Regions from separate parts of the Mus musculus genome. Here all the other regions are linked to region 1. A link is a contact called in public Hi-C, HiChIP or PLAC-seq and promoter capture Hi-C data. All regions are on one chromosome and are shown on one strand. Each heading gives the region's core, a stretch centred on a gene start, on an enhancer-like site or on the middle of the called end of the contact. The rest is flanking DNA. Distances are from core to core; before and after follow the strand shown.

Region 1 (2,700 bases), core at 14-2,513:
TTAGAGGTGTGTGCCCATCACTCACAAACTATTAAGAGAAAGAACTATGAGGATGTTTTCCCTCCCAGCCAACTCAAGGGTCCTTCATCTTGCTATTGTCCTGCAGATCCTTCCTCCTCTAAATCATCGTCCAAACCCACCTTATGTGGAAGGAGAACACCGCAGCCCCATTCCTGCTCAATCTTCCTTTTCACTACGTTTAAACAGCAGCCTGTCAATCCTATGCCCCCAAATTGCAAGCCCAGAAGCAGCCCCAGAGCCTTGGCAGTCACTCCTTCACAGAGCAGCCAAGCACTCTCTACACACATCAACGTGCAGTAGTGATTCCCTGAAAGAACAGTAAGAGCCAAGCCTCAAAACCTCCTAAGCCCGAGAGGCGCAAAGGCTTAAAATAAGAGCAGGGGGTATAGTTCTGTTGGCAGAGTGCTTGCCTGGTAGGGACACATGCTGGGGTCAGGCCTCAGTGCTAAGAAGGGAAGGGGAAAGGGAAGGCGCAAGGAAAAGAGAACGGGACGAGGCGGAGAGGGAGATCACAATCTAGTCTCGGCTCTCATACTTGGGCAGGTGATAGGTCCTCTCTGGGGACCAGTTCTGCCATCTTCAAACGTGGGTTAGAACCAGAGGCTGGAAGTGTAGCTCAGTCGGTGGCAAGCTTGCCTCCGCACCAAGCTCTCACTTCCATCCCTAACATTTTCTAAATTGAGCCCAGTGGCGCGCGCTTGTAATGCCAGCGTTCAAGAGGTATGTGGAAGGAGGATCAAAGTCAAACAAAATCCTCCTCGGGTACATAGAGAGTTCGAAACCAGCCTGGGCTACACAAAACCTGTCTCAAAAAAGGTGGATTTTAAAATGACCTCATACGTTCATTCAGCGACAGAATGAGGTAAAAAGAATTCCATCAAGTCGAGCTGGAGGATGAAGCCGGGATCGCGTCAGGGCCTCAGAGGCTGCTGTCAATTTGGGTGGGTAGGTAATTTTGAGGGTTCCCCGTTGTCCCCAGCAACAGAACCGGAAGGACCGCTGACGTCAGCCACCAGAGGGAACCTGCGGCCGGTACTCAGGGTCACTGGGGTGACAGGACTGCAGAGTGGGCCCCTGGCCTGTCTAGGAATATCGGTCGAACACCGAGCCTGCGAGAGGCTCTTCGCGCCCACTTGCTCACCCGATTGGGGTACTCCTTCTCCACACAGTCCCCACACATCGTCACGCAGTTTTCGGAGAACGACCCCAGCGACACCCGGAAGGCGAAACCTCGCGAGAGTTGAGATATCGATTTTGTCGCACACGATCTAAGGACTCCACAGCTGGCTAAAAGTCTCCGCCCATAGCAACGGTTGTTAGGCGGTCTCCGGGTAAGGAGGGTGCACCGAGGACTGGACTCAAAAATCTTCAGGTATTGAAAAGATCTGAGGACTCAAAGAAGTGTCGAAAAGAGGAAGAGGCTTTGAGCCTGAAAGAACTTCTAATAGGCGCCTTCTTGAATTCTGATTAAAAAAGAATTACAGAAGTACAGCAAAAAGGGGAATTGTTTCTTCTTGCCTCCATTTTTACCAGACTCAAAAAACCTGAAATGACAGTTTAAATACCATTTTGTGCTATAATAACAGATAAGAGATCAGACTTCAGAGAAGGAGTAAGCTGGTGTTTGGGAAGAGAAGCTTAGAGCGCTGTCGAGAACCTACTAAATTATTTAAATTAGATTCTTATCATACGCCTTGTACAAAAATCAATTCAAAAATGGATCAAAACCCATTATCTAAAACAGGAAACACTGAAACTTCCAGAAGAAAACATAGGGGATAGTTGTCAAGATATTGGGTTGGAGGGGCTGGAGAGATGGCTTAGCCATTAGGAACACTGAATGCTCTTCCAGAGGACCCAATTTCACTTCCCAGAACTCACATGGCAGCTCACAACTGTCTGTAACTCCAAGATCTGACACCCTAACACAAACACACATGCAGGCAATGTGCATAAAATAAAAGTAAATTTTTTAAAAAAGACACTGCTTTGGACAAGAACTTTTTAATTAGCACAGGAACACTAACACTAACAGAAACTAACCCTTAGTATCAACGGACTACACGAAAAGTTTCTATTCAGCAAAGGACACAATTAGCAGAAAAAAACAGTCCTCAGCATGGGAAACATCTTTACCAGCCATATTTCAAACAAGAGGCAAATATCCAGAATTTATAAGAATTGCAGAAACTAAATACCAAGGAAACAAAACTGCCAGTCAATAAATGGGCAAATGAATTGAATAGACACTTTTCAAAATTAAAAAAAAAAACAAAACATGGCCAATAAGTGTTCATTGTCCTCAAACATCAGGGAAGTGCAAATTAAAATTATTTTTTAGATACCCTCTCACCCCTGTCGGAATGGCTCTCATCAATAAATCTGATGACAAATGCTGGGAAGGATGTGGAGAGAAAGGAACTGTTAGTCACTGTTGGTGGGAGTGCAAATTAAAATACAGACATTGTAGAATCAGTTTGGTGACTACTCAAAAAGTTAAAACTAGAATCACCATATGAACCTGTTATTCTATTCCTGGGCATTTACCCAGAACACATAGGAATATTTACACCCCTGTGTTTATTCCTGATTTATTTACTCTACCAAGAATTAAGATCAACCTAGTTGTCTGTCAACAGATAAAAGTAAAATGAAAAATCTCTCTATATAAAAAATGGA
Region 2 (2,700 bases), core at 180-2,679, 310 kb after region 1:
TGATTGGCATCTTCTCCTGCTGAGGCCAGACAAGTTGAACCATTTTGAGGAATGGGATCAACAGGCAGTCAACAGGATCAGGAACAGCCCCTGCTCCAGTTGTTGGGGTACCAGCATGAAGACCAAGCTGCTCACATGCAGTGTATACACAGGAGACTTGGTCCAGCCCGCGCTTGCTCTTTGGTTGGTGATTCAGGCTCTGGGAACCCACACACATCCAGGTTAGTTGACTTGGTTGGCCTTTCTGTGGAGTCCCTGTCCTCTTCGGGTCCCCAAGCTCCATCTAATATTTGACTGTGATCTTGCGCGCGCTCGACTGGCCAGGAAGAACGACGCTGCAACAGGATCCTTCTGCACACGTTTATTGGGAGAGCTTGATTGTAGAGGCGAAAAGACTTCGAGCCCAGAACTAGTGCTACTTTTATAGGCCTAGGAGGGGCGTGTCTCACACCCGGATTGGTTATGCATTAAGCCTCATTTGCATGTTCCTCATCTGATTGGCTACTCTCTCTCAGTACCTTACAGAACCTCATTATCATACCGCATTTGCATGTCTCACATCTGATTGGTTATACTCTCAGTACCTTACAGAACCTCATTATCATACCTCATTTGCATGTCTCACATCTGATTGGTTATACTCTCAGTACCTTACAGAACCTCATTATCATGCCTGGGCCAGGCAGTGTCTTTGCAAAAAACTTTACTGCATATGTACACATTGGTTGTTTGTCCAATCTTATGCGTGGTGGCCAGCAGTAGTCAGTGCCACTCAGCAACGGCACATGTGGCTTCCCACACTGTGAGTCTCTGCATCTCTTTCTATTGGCTGCTGGGTGAATCCTCTCAAAGGACAGTTAGGCTAGGTTCCTGTCTGCAAGCATAACAGAGTATCATTAATAGTGTCAGTTCTTGCCCATGGGATGGGTCTCAATTTGGGGCAGTCATGGGTTGGCCATATCCTCCATCTCTGTGATTTGTCCCTGTACATCTTGTAGGCTGGATACATTTTGAATAGAAGATTTGGTGGGTGAATTACTGTCCTCATCCCTCCACTGGGAGTCCTGCCTGGCTAGAGGAAGTGATCACTTCTGGATCCATATACCCCACTGCTAGGAGTGTCAGCTAGAGTCACCCCCATATATTCCCTGGGGCTTCCACCCACCCCAGGTCTCTGTGGTGTCCTAGAGATTGCCCACCCCCCACTTTCCCTTCTCTTTCCCCTGCTCTCCCTACATCTGATAATCTCCACCCCTGTGCCGCTCCCTCCCCATCCCTTCTCCCACCCTCTTTTGTGTTATCTCAGGTATTTGTTACAGCTCTGGGAACCAGGACTGTGACTCACAGCCTTGACTCACTCCGTCCAGCTGCTACCCCCTCAGACAAACAGAGACCTCTTTGTCTGACCTCACACCAGCTCTGCTAATCAGCCCTTGTTTCTGTGCTCCTTCCTACCACGAACCTTCCATGCTGACTGGCCTTGGGCACTCAGTGGTTTGTCTCAGCCCTCCGCCCACCCCACCCTAACCTCTGCACTCAGCTAGTCTTCCTTCAGTGCCTGTTTGCACATGCCTGGGGTCACTTGTGGGAAGTGATGAGATTTCAGGGCCTCTTGACCTGTGGAATCTAGAACTGCTTTTGAAGAGCTAAGGCCTAATGGGATTGCTTTCTTTAGTTAAATGAGCTGAAGGGGAACATCTGGAAGAACTCTGGAGGAGTGTCAGAAGTGCTCAGCCTGCCCCTACCTTTCTGAGACATCAAGAAGGAGGGAATCTCGGGCGTGGTGGCGTACACCTTTAATCTCAGCATTTGGGAGGCAGAGGCAGGCGGATTTCTGAGTTCGAGGCCAGCCTGGTCTACAGAGTGAGTTCCAGGACAGCCAGGACTACACAGAGAAACCCTGTCTCAAAAAACCAGGAAAAAAAAAAAAAAAAAAAAAAAAGAGGGAATCATCTCAATTGAGAAACTGCCCCATCAGCGTGGCTAACCTGAGAAACAATGAGACAGTGATGGGCAGTTAAAAGGTGGATGGCTCAACAGCTCCCTTCATTCTTTTCCCCTCGGCCCCTCAGTCTGCATCAGTGATGACCCTGTGTCACTGAGTATGTGGCAAATTTAATTTACCACAGTCTCCCTCCTGGGATGAGTGCTGTCCTGTTCTGCACAGGCCAAATGGGTCTGGGCTGACTATATTACAAGTGGAGTCCAGGGGTCTCCCTGGGAGCAGAGAGCAACCTCTATCCTGTGAACTCTCATGGCCTCTGGGCACCTTCATCAGCGGGCAATAGGCCTTTGCTTGCTTGCCAGCTGATGGACATTGAAGGGATCATCAGATTCATTTTCCTGATAAGGCAGGGTGGAGCTTGCACATGGGGGAGGGGTCCATGCTCGCTTTGGTCTTTGCAGATGTGCTCTTTCAGTAAGGCTGAGGCTGACTCGGAGGAATATAGAAATTACAGGGAAGGCCGTACTTTTCTAGGCCTAGGCTCCAAAGCAAGAACAGAACACCCAGCCTCACATCCATCCCCAGCTCAAGCAACGAAACAGATGAGGCAGGCGAGAGCTGTAATTAGAGGCTGAGGTGAGCAGACAGAGGCCTCCACAGAACCAGGGAAACCTCATCAGAGGAAGTTAGTCTCAAGAATAAAGGCTTCTGGGTTTGTTTTGGAACAAGAAGAGACTTGGGATTATGTCCTGGCC
Region 3 (2,700 bases), core at 21-2,520, 480 kb after region 1:
CGCCTACCTTGGGACAGGAGTCTTGAGGTTCAGCTTGTTATACTGAATTGTCCACTTCCCTGGCTTAAATTTCTGTAGGAAGCGCTGTGCGCTCTCTACTGTGCTCTGGGCAAAGGGAGAAGGACGGAGAGAGAAACAGCGAATAGTTTAACTCCACACAGCAGGTCTGAGCCCCAGGTCACCACAGTTCAGACCAACGGAATCCATCCGCAACCCCAACACCCACCCCACCCCACCCCCGTGTAAACACCTCAGCTAGAAGGGAGAGAGGAGGCACCGAGCTCCGAGGTCTTTGTTTCACCCACACCAGCAGGTGTAAAGCCAGCCAGCGTGTTTGTACTTCAGTTCTAGACCCCAAAGGACTTAAGGGCACCGCCTCCTCTATCAATGTGAAGGATACCATTGTTTGGTCTCTCCCTCCTCTTTCCTCCAACAGACTCTTATCTCAGCCTAATTTCTGAGTGGGTCTTAGTGGTGTCTTTGGGTAGGAAAGTCTCTAGAATAATCCAGAACTTTCTGCGCCATACCTGCATCAGCATTGCCACGGTCATGGGCCCCACGCCACCAGGGACAGGCGTGATAAAGCTCGCCCTCTCCTTGGCCTCATCGTAGGCCACATCACCCACGACTTTCCTTCCATTTGGTTTTGTATCATCTGGATCAGGAAAGGGAGAGAAATCAAAGTTGAGTCTCAGAGGCACAGTGACGTAATCATAGAGTCTCAGAGGCACGGTGACGTAGTGATTGATTATAAGCTTGGCTCCCCATCTGCAGAGGGTATTAGTCCCATGAGGCTTGAGTGTCTATTTAATTAAAGCTACTGGACATGCCAGGGTGCAGTTCTGTGGTAGAGCACTGGTCCAGCACGAGACGGGCCCTGGATTCTATTCCAATCCCCAGTGCTAGATAGCTGGCAGGTGCTCCACCATCTTCTAGGGAGAAAATTACATTATCTGAAAAACCTCAGGAGATGTCTAAGTGGCAAGAACAGAAAATTAAAATAATTTAGAATAAATTAAGAATAAATAAATTTAAGAATAAATAAATACTTTTAAAAAGGGGGCTTTTCAGATTCCTTTTATAGTCCCTCTGGTGATAAATAATAAAATACGCTTCTTATTCTTAAAATGTACGACCTTTTCAAATGTTAATTTGCCAAGGCCTACAAAGGAATTTTTTTTTTTAGGTACACAAAGCTCCAACTATGTCACAGCTGCCAGATACGTTTCTACAGCAACTGTCAGCAGTTACAGAGCTCCAGGCAGGAGCCGGAGGAACAATTCAACATCCCATTCCAAATACTGAGCAGTTTCTTAAATGCTTGCTCAAGGCAAAGAATATAATTACACTTCCCTTAAAAGGACCAGAAGCACAAATCTCTCCAGCGAAGAACAGCTATTCAAGGGAACAAACTCAGAGATGCACCGCCGCTCACACAGAGAACATCCTACACCCTGCTCTGGGGCACTTCCGGGAGACGCTGAGGGACAGGCCTAGACCTCGAAGCATTAAAGTTCCTGGGGAGGATCTGGTAGAATCTTAGGCACATTTCCAGTTCTCTTCAGGCATGTTGCTATGCTGGGAGAGGAAGGTTTTTGATGTAGCCAAAAAATAAAAATAAAAAATAAAACAACCCCAAACCAAGAAGCTTCCGTCTCTAGGATGAGCCTGTTCACTATCACTATCCTTCACCCTTCGAGGCTTGGCACTGACTTGTGGTCCAAAAATGCAAAGGCCTAACGCACACCTGCTCACAATATTTTAGGTCATTGAAAGGCTAAAGCAGCACACCATGGCAAGAAAGATTCTAGTCCTTCCCAAAGCCTTTTCGGGATGCAGGAGGAGGGAGAAAGAATGGTTTAGATCCCCACGTTAGGAGGTGGATGCACCTGTAAGTCCAACATTCCCAGGCTGAGGGGTTGACAGGAAAAATCACCAGAAAACTAGTGGGCCAGCTAACCTGGGAGAATACAGGATGGTGGAAAGGAATCTATCTCACCAAGGCAGAGGGAGGCAAGAACCGATTCCAAAAAGTTATCCTGACTTCTGCACATGCCCAGTACACATACACACTGACCAAACACTATGAGGGTTGACTTAATTCCCTGCTGAAGAGGGGACAAGAGCCTCACCACTACTGTGTGGTCGGGAGGACAGTGGCCACGTAACAGCACGGTTATCCCTTCCTAGCTCCACGCTTTCTCCGTCAATGGAAATTTCCAATCATAAAACTCAAGTCTGGCTTGAGTCTGGCTCTGAAACTCAGTTTGGAGGCTACTACCTATAGAGGCAGTACAGAAACTCTTAGGTTGTGAGTGGAGATGGTGAGGTGAGGAATCTGCCCCTGTTAAATAAAGCACTGTCACGTCTCCAAGTATCTTTACTAGCCAAGCCGGAAAGCCAGTCACCAGCTCCAGCCACTCGATTCCTGAAAAGGCTTCTTTTGAGGTGACTGGAGATGTGGCTCAGTGGCAGAGTGTTTGCCCAGAATGTGCAAAGTCCTGAGTTTGACTCCCCAACATTGCAAATCAAAATGTAAAAACTGGAAAAATGTATGCATTAATCCGTTCTTAATCTGTAAGGTGACTCATTGTGTGAGCCACACGAGGAGCAAAGGAACAATTCTTACCTATTTATCTGTATCTATTATTTTTTTGTCTTTTCAAGACAGGGTTTCTCTGTGTAGCCCTGGCTGTTTTG
Region 4 (2,700 bases), core at 181-2,680, 470 kb before region 1:
GGGACACCTCCCACCCCGCCCCCATCCCATAGGTCCTGGGATGCCCGACGCCGCGGCGCCCCTCACCCAAGGGGCCAAGGCTACGCCGGGGTGTCCCGGAGGCTCCCTCCCCACTTTTCCCGGGGCCGCTGGCTGAGCAACGGCTGCAGCAGTTGCAGCAACAGGCCCGGTATCGGCGGGAGGACGAAGGAGCGCCCCGAGCCCAGGCTCCACAGAGCCCGCGCCCGCCCCGTCCTGGAGTCCGCGGCGCGCGGGGCCCGGCTCCCTAACGCCCCCTTACCCGAGGCGGGAGCGAGGCGGTCGGCGCCGTCCCCCGTCGCCGCCGCCGCTGCCTCCAGCTGCAGCTGGCCGCGGCGGGAGAGTGGGAGGGGTGCTGGGGTGGAGGATGCTACTCCCGACTGAAGGGAGAGGAAGAAACGGAAACAGGAACCGCGGCCGCCGCTTAACGGAGCCTTCGGCGCCACTGACTGAGGGAAAGCGCAAGGCGGCGCGAGCCAGGCAGCGGCTGACAGCGCGAGACCGAGCGCGAGCCGGGTCCAGGACGCGCGACCCCGAGCAGCGCCGGCCCCATTCCGTGAGGAAAGGGAGGGACGGGTTGGCTGGGAGCCGGGGAGGGGGCGGCGGGGGCCTGGAGCCCAGAGAACCCGGCCACTCGGGTCGGCCCGAGACCACGCGCGCACGCGCCGGAGTGGCTCCGACCGGGAGCGCAGGCGGGGAAGCCGCCGGCCGGCGCGAGCGAGGGAGCGAGCGAGCGAGCGTGCGCGCGCGGAGAGGGGCGCGCGCCCCTCGGCGTCCCAGCCTGCTGGGGGAGGGCGCGCATGCGCCGGCCGCGGCCTCCTCCAGCGACCCTGGCATGTGCACAGGCTCCGCCCCGTCCCCTTCCTCTCTGTGCGGGTGGACAGCGGAGCTGCAGCATCCACCGGGCCACGGCGGGACCCGAGTTCCAGCCGGACAGCGGCCGCGCGCGGGCTCCGGCTTTGGTCTCTACAGGCGAAGGCCGCCTGAGGGTCGGAGGCTGAGGGGAGCAGCGCTCCCCACGCCCTGGCCGGCCTGGCCCACCACCCAGAGGCGCACCCCGCTGGGGCTCAATAGGGCTCTGTACTAGTTTCGGGGTACTCTCTGCTGCTCATCCGCTGAGGCACCAGCACACAGTGCCACCTCGGCTCCGGGCGGTCCGGCTACCCTGCGGGCTCTGTCTTCATCTGAAGAGAAAGAACCCCGCAGAGCCCGAGTTCGAAGCCCGGCCGTTCGCAGCCGCTGCTGCCTCAGCCCTTCGGAGGCGGAAGTTTATTGAGTACAGGAGAGGAGAGGCTTTTCCCTAGGATGCTTCCTACCCGCTCGCACTCGGGGATCCTGACGCCCGCGATGCTGAGCCGAGTGCCGAAGGGCTACCTCCGACAGACCGTCCGGGAGGGCGAGCTGGGCGGGAGGACCCAGCCGCGCAGCCAGGGCACACAAAGTAGTCGCGGGCCGAAGGGGTGCTGCCGGGGCCAATCAGAGCGGGAAAACCAGTGAGTGGAGTGCGAACTGGCCAATCAGAGGGCCGGAAGATGAGCTTCCCGTGCCGAACTCTTCCCTGTAGCCTGGGGACCAGATCCCAAGCCTGAGGACTCAGCCGGGTGACTGAGTAGAAAAGCTGCCCTCAAGACAATTATTCCTCCCAGCACAGATAAATACTAGTAAATACTTTGGAAACGTATCTCTGAGTAAACAGGGCCACCCTTTTATATGCTAGTAATCAAAAAAACACAGAAAAGACATTAAAGAGGTCGTAGCCTGCCAAGAATGCAACCTACCTAATAACTCTCATAAATTCCCAATGTTTATTCTATATCAGGAACTGTGTTTCTAAAATGCAAAGGACAGTGCTTTTTAAAAAGGAAAAAAAAAAAAATGCCTGTGCCTTCAGGAGCTCCGCACCCTGAGAAGCTTTTCCGGACCTGTGACTGGGTTAATGTCTCTTCGAAATAAAGCTCTCTGAGAAAACACCGTGGCTTATTGAAGGTCACACAAAACTCTGGTGAAGTCAGAATTATGATCTAGCCAAAAAGCTTGGGTGTCATCATTCAACAAATCTGTAGTCATTTATTAAATGCGTAGATAACTTCCGTGAGACTCTCAGTTCTCTGTTGCAAATAAGCAAAATTTAGGCTTATACTGTACTTAGATGGATTAAGGGCTAAAATTTCAACAGTCAAAACCCTGAATTATTTTTCCTTTTGTGTGAGTATGTGCATGCTAAGGGTGTGTTTTCTCCTGGGCTACACCCACAGCCTGGAACATTTTTAGGAGTCAGAGGTAAAATGTTTACTTTGAGGCTTCAGCACAGCATTTAAAAAGCACTTTAACAAGGATGTATGGCTTGAATGTATTCAAGGGAAAAAGAGGAACCATTTCTAGTTAATTAACACACGCTACCATTTGCAGTACTTGAAGATCTCTACATTCAAAGTTTTATGTGTGCCTCGAACTCTCTGCTCCTTTAATCTGGCTTTAATTATCTCCTAGGAAATATTAAAACTATAGGAATCAAAGCATCCCACCTACTTTCTATTTAAGAAAAAGCCACTAGAAATATTTGTGAAGAACTTAGTACATCTTTATAGAACAGCATAGTATATAAGAAAGCGCCAAACTGATGACTCTGAAATACAGTGAGAAAGTAGTTCTTCAGCAGTTCAGGTCTCTGCTCAGTGTCAC
Region 5 (2,700 bases), core at 13-2,512, 440 kb after region 1:
TGACTAGCTAACAACAGCTCCGTGCATTTTAGGTGCTGAGCCCTGAGTTAGGCGCAGGGGAGCCTTTCATGCATATTCTTCACAGAGCTTTCACTTGGGTACCAGTTCCCAATTCTCTGTAGAACTGGAACCCTGAAAAACCGTTTTAAGAGCTAAGGCTTTTCTTTTGTTTTTTTAAGGGTAAGTATTGAAAGCTTCATCTTTCTACAAAGAAACATAAAATTCTAGAATGATGGGACCAGTATAACATTTGCAGTCTCTCCTCACACACCCTAGCACTAGAACTAGAACCCAGTCTTAATGGCTTCCACGTCTTCTTTCCCTGAGCCTCCAGCGCTCTAGAGATCATTCCTTCTAAGTGTGTGTATTAATAGAAGAAATATTCAAATGAGATTATATTCCGGAAAGTCTCTGAAACTAACCTAAATGGCCTAGATGGTTGCACGAGAGGTTTCTTTTAATGTACATCACTGTAGAGATCAACACCCCAACAAGTGTAGGCGAGGCAGGGAAAGGATGCAGCCTGCAGGCATTAAAACTTTGCAGAGTGTTAAGACTGCAAATGATTCACCTTTACCTTCGAGAGGACCATTATTGTCTTGGAAACCTTAAAGTCCCTGCTGTCCTTTCCTGGCAGAATCTCCTGTCCAAGACCACAGAAAACAACCACCACCCTTCTCCCCTTGAGCAACAGAGAGCAACCACTATCTGAACAGAGCAAGGAACCCTTCCCAGCACTAGACACGAACCGCGAAGCTTCCTCCTGGAGGAAGGATTCTCCAAGCTTGACGCCCCTATGGCAGGAGACAGAGCTCAGGATAAAGTGCTCAGAAAGGAAAATACCGGGGGCGTGGAATAGATAGCCCAGCTTCAAGCTATCTGCAGAACTATCATAGCCCGGAGCCGAAAATCACAGTTCCCCAGAAAACCCCTAAAGGAAAAGGGTTAGGTAGGCAGCCGGTGCCAAAGCAGCAGCTGCAACTCGTGCGAAGCGAGCGGGCGGCAGAACAGCCCAGGGTCACCCACCTGGAGCCGTCTGAGGATCGGCGACCTTGCAGTCGTGTCCCTCACAATCTGGTGACCAGGACCCGGGGTCTGCCGCCGTTACCAGGGCTCAGTGCACCAGATTCTGACCCAGAGCCTCTAGTCTTGCCTCTACTTACCCAGATCGTCGCGGTCTCTGGCCAGCTCTGCTCCCGAGGTCGAGGAGCACGGGCCCAAACAACGGAGAGCCCCGGAGACCGCGGAGCGCGCAGCCCTCTGCAGAGGGACCGCAGCCGCGCGCCCCCTCCCCAGCGCGGAGAGAGACAGCTGGTCGCGCCAATGCGCGTGGAGCAGTGGGGCGGGGCTAGGGCCGGGGGCGGGGTGAACTCAGCCAGCCACCTGCCAGCCGACTGCCCAGCGGCCTGGGAGAGACCTCCGTGCTCCCGCCCCGGACGCATCACCGCTGCATAAAGACATCAGGACCAGGGTGGAGGGACCACTAAAGCAAAGCAGGAGGACTGCAAGAGGGTAGAAACCCCTCATTTCCTGAGACGCACATCCGTAAAAACCTTGTTTGAATTTATAAGGCTCCCACCGTGAATCCCCCCTGGAACATTAAAGACAAGGTAGAAAGCATATCTACAGATAAAGATTGATGGGAAAGATGGCTCAGCGGTGAACAGCACGTATTTCTCTTCCAGGGGGTTTAAGATCGATCCCCATACACCCACATTAGGCGGCTCACAACCACCTGTAACCAGCCCTAGCTGGATCTTTTGCAAAAACAAAATTAAAAAGCAAGATTCATAACAGTACAGAGACAATAAGGGGCCGGGGGAGGATTTTATTTTATTTATTTTGTCGAGACAGGGTTTGTCTGTGTAGCCTTGCTTGTCCTGGGACTCACTCTGTAGACCAGGCTGGCCTTAAACTCACAGGGATCCACCTGTCTCTGCCTCCAGAGTACTGGGATTAAAGGCCTGTGCCACCATCCACTGGCAGACATTTTATTTGTGTAGCTCTGTACGACCGACCTGAAACTCATTGTGAACCAGCCTGGTATTGAACTCACTGAGATTCACCCACCTCCACCTCAGAAGCTGCACCTGGCTATGGAGAAAATTATATATATATGGTGAGAAACAGAAATAAACTCACTAAACAGAACCTCAACCTGGTACTGGTACAGTCCTCACTCTGGAACAGGAAGGTGTCAGCTCAGGTGGGAACCAGCACAAATATGGCTCTGTGCACACAAAGGTGTGGCCTCCCCAGCTCAGGGCCTGTGGCTTTGGGATGTTTTCAAGCTGAGACCCTGTAAGTCACACACACACTCTGACAGGCTTGTTTCACCATGTCCAAACCTCAGGCTCTGTGCACACCAGGCAAATACCCTTTGCTCCAAATGGGGCTGGAATAGTGAGCACCCTCATCTCCGTCCCCACTTGAGAGGAACAAGGTAAGCAGACCCCAAGGGATGTCCTAAAGGAAACAGTAATCCAGCCGCGGTTCTGATATGAGATGTCACATGGGCCATGTTCTGTGCTCACCTGTCAGCATGGATGTGGTACTCCAGCAGGCCTCAGCCTCCTCCAGGGCTCCTCCTAGCACAGAGCTCGAAAGCCCCAGGGACGCGGAAGAACAAGACCCTGTCCCCTTTCTTAAGTGGACCATGACCTTTGAGAGGTCAATATCAGATGTCCACTTGGGGATGGT

What was found. Promoter capture Hi-C pulls out the DNA fragments that hold promoters and counts their contacts. Hi-C and Micro-C count contacts between places; a contact is called where the count stands out from the background. HiChIP or PLAC-seq counts read pairs in DNA pulled down with a chosen protein or histone mark.
Region 2: a contact with region 1 is called in a promoter capture Hi-C map of embryonic stem cells, with 2.7 times the contacts expected there. The contact joins the enhancer-like site here to the promoter of Churc1 in region 1. A contact is called at or near these places in 6 of 39 promoter capture datasets (embryonic stem cells, hematopoietic stem and progenitor cells, hippocampal neurons and 3 more), 9 of 115 datasets of contacts at active chromatin or transcription factors (bone marrow-derived macrophages, embryonic stem cells, epiblast stem cells and 3 more) and 2 of 9 other capture datasets (adipose tissue and liver).
Region 3: a contact with region 1 is called in a Hi-C map of cortical neurons. The contact joins the enhancer-like site here to the promoter of Churc1 in region 1. A contact is called at or near these places in 4 of 39 promoter capture datasets (the 3T3-L1 cell line, 3T3-L1-derived adipocytes and hippocampal neurons), 1 of 484 Hi-C or Micro-C datasets (cortical neurons) and 1 of 115 datasets of contacts at active chromatin or transcription factors (bone marrow-derived macrophages).
Region 4: an H3K27ac HiChIP or PLAC-seq map of thymic regulatory T cells shows a contact between it and region 1, with 4 times the contacts expected there. The contact joins the promoter of Fut8 here to the promoter of Churc1 in region 1. A contact is called at or near these places in 1 of 39 promoter capture datasets (the C10 cell line), 2 of 484 Hi-C or Micro-C datasets (CD4 T cells and uterus), 2 of 115 datasets of contacts at active chromatin or transcription factors (memory CD8 T cells and thymic regulatory T cells) and 1 of 9 other capture datasets (adipose tissue).
Region 5: an H3K4me3 HiChIP or PLAC-seq map of bone marrow-derived macrophages shows a contact between it and region 1, with 5 times the contacts expected there. The contact joins the promoter of Akap5 here to the promoter of Churc1 in region 1. A contact is called at or near these places in 4 of 39 promoter capture datasets (the C10 cell line, hippocampal neurons, neutrophils and 1 more) and 3 of 115 datasets of contacts at active chromatin or transcription factors (bone marrow-derived macrophages, epiblast stem cells and trophoblast stem cells).

The regions. Positions count from the first base shown.
Region 1 is chr12:76,764,101-76,766,800 of GRCm38.p6, reverse strand. Churc1 (churchill domain containing 1) reads right to left here and starts at 1,263. Exons shown (of 4, transcript NM_206534.2): 1 at 1,163-1,263. The coding sequence starts at 1,201.
Region 2 is chr12:76,457,945-76,460,644 of GRCm38.p6, reverse strand. No RefSeq gene overlaps it. Among named protein-coding and RNA genes, the nearest start is that of Gm10451, 15 kb to the right of the region's middle. Within about 2 kb of position 1,429, at least 122 of the 459 cell types and tissues checked have an H3K27ac peak or open chromatin away from gene starts, as enhancers often do. A contact at or near this core is called in embryonic stem cells, epiblast stem cells, extraembryonic endoderm stem cells and 3 more, where this site is marked.
Region 3 is chr12:76,286,836-76,289,535 of GRCm38.p6, reverse strand. Mthfd1 (methylenetetrahydrofolate dehydrogenase (NADP+ dependent), methenyltetrahydrofolate cyclohydrolase, formyltetrahydrofolate synthase) reads right to left here. Exons shown (of 28, transcript NM_138745.2): 9 at 528-655; 10 at 8-105. Among named protein-coding and RNA genes, the nearest start is that of Gm40444, 12 kb to the right of the region's middle. Within about 2 kb of position 1,270, at least 42 of the 459 cell types and tissues checked have an H3K27ac peak or open chromatin away from gene starts, as enhancers often do. A contact at or near this core is called in cortical neurons, where this site is marked.
Region 4 is chr12:77,236,834-77,239,533 of GRCm38.p6, reverse strand. It overlaps Fut8 (fucosyltransferase 8), which reads right to left and starts at 1,430. Exons shown (of 12, transcript NM_016893.5): 1 at 1,335-1,430. 9530018F02Rik (a long non-coding RNA gene) reads left to right here and starts at 308. Exons shown (of 1, transcript XR_003950200.1): 1 at 308-2,700.
Region 5 is chr12:76,323,453-76,326,152 of GRCm38.p6, reverse strand. It overlaps Akap5 (A kinase (PRKA) anchor protein 5), which reads right to left and starts at 1,262. Exons shown (of 2, transcript NM_001101471.1): 1 at 1,164-1,262.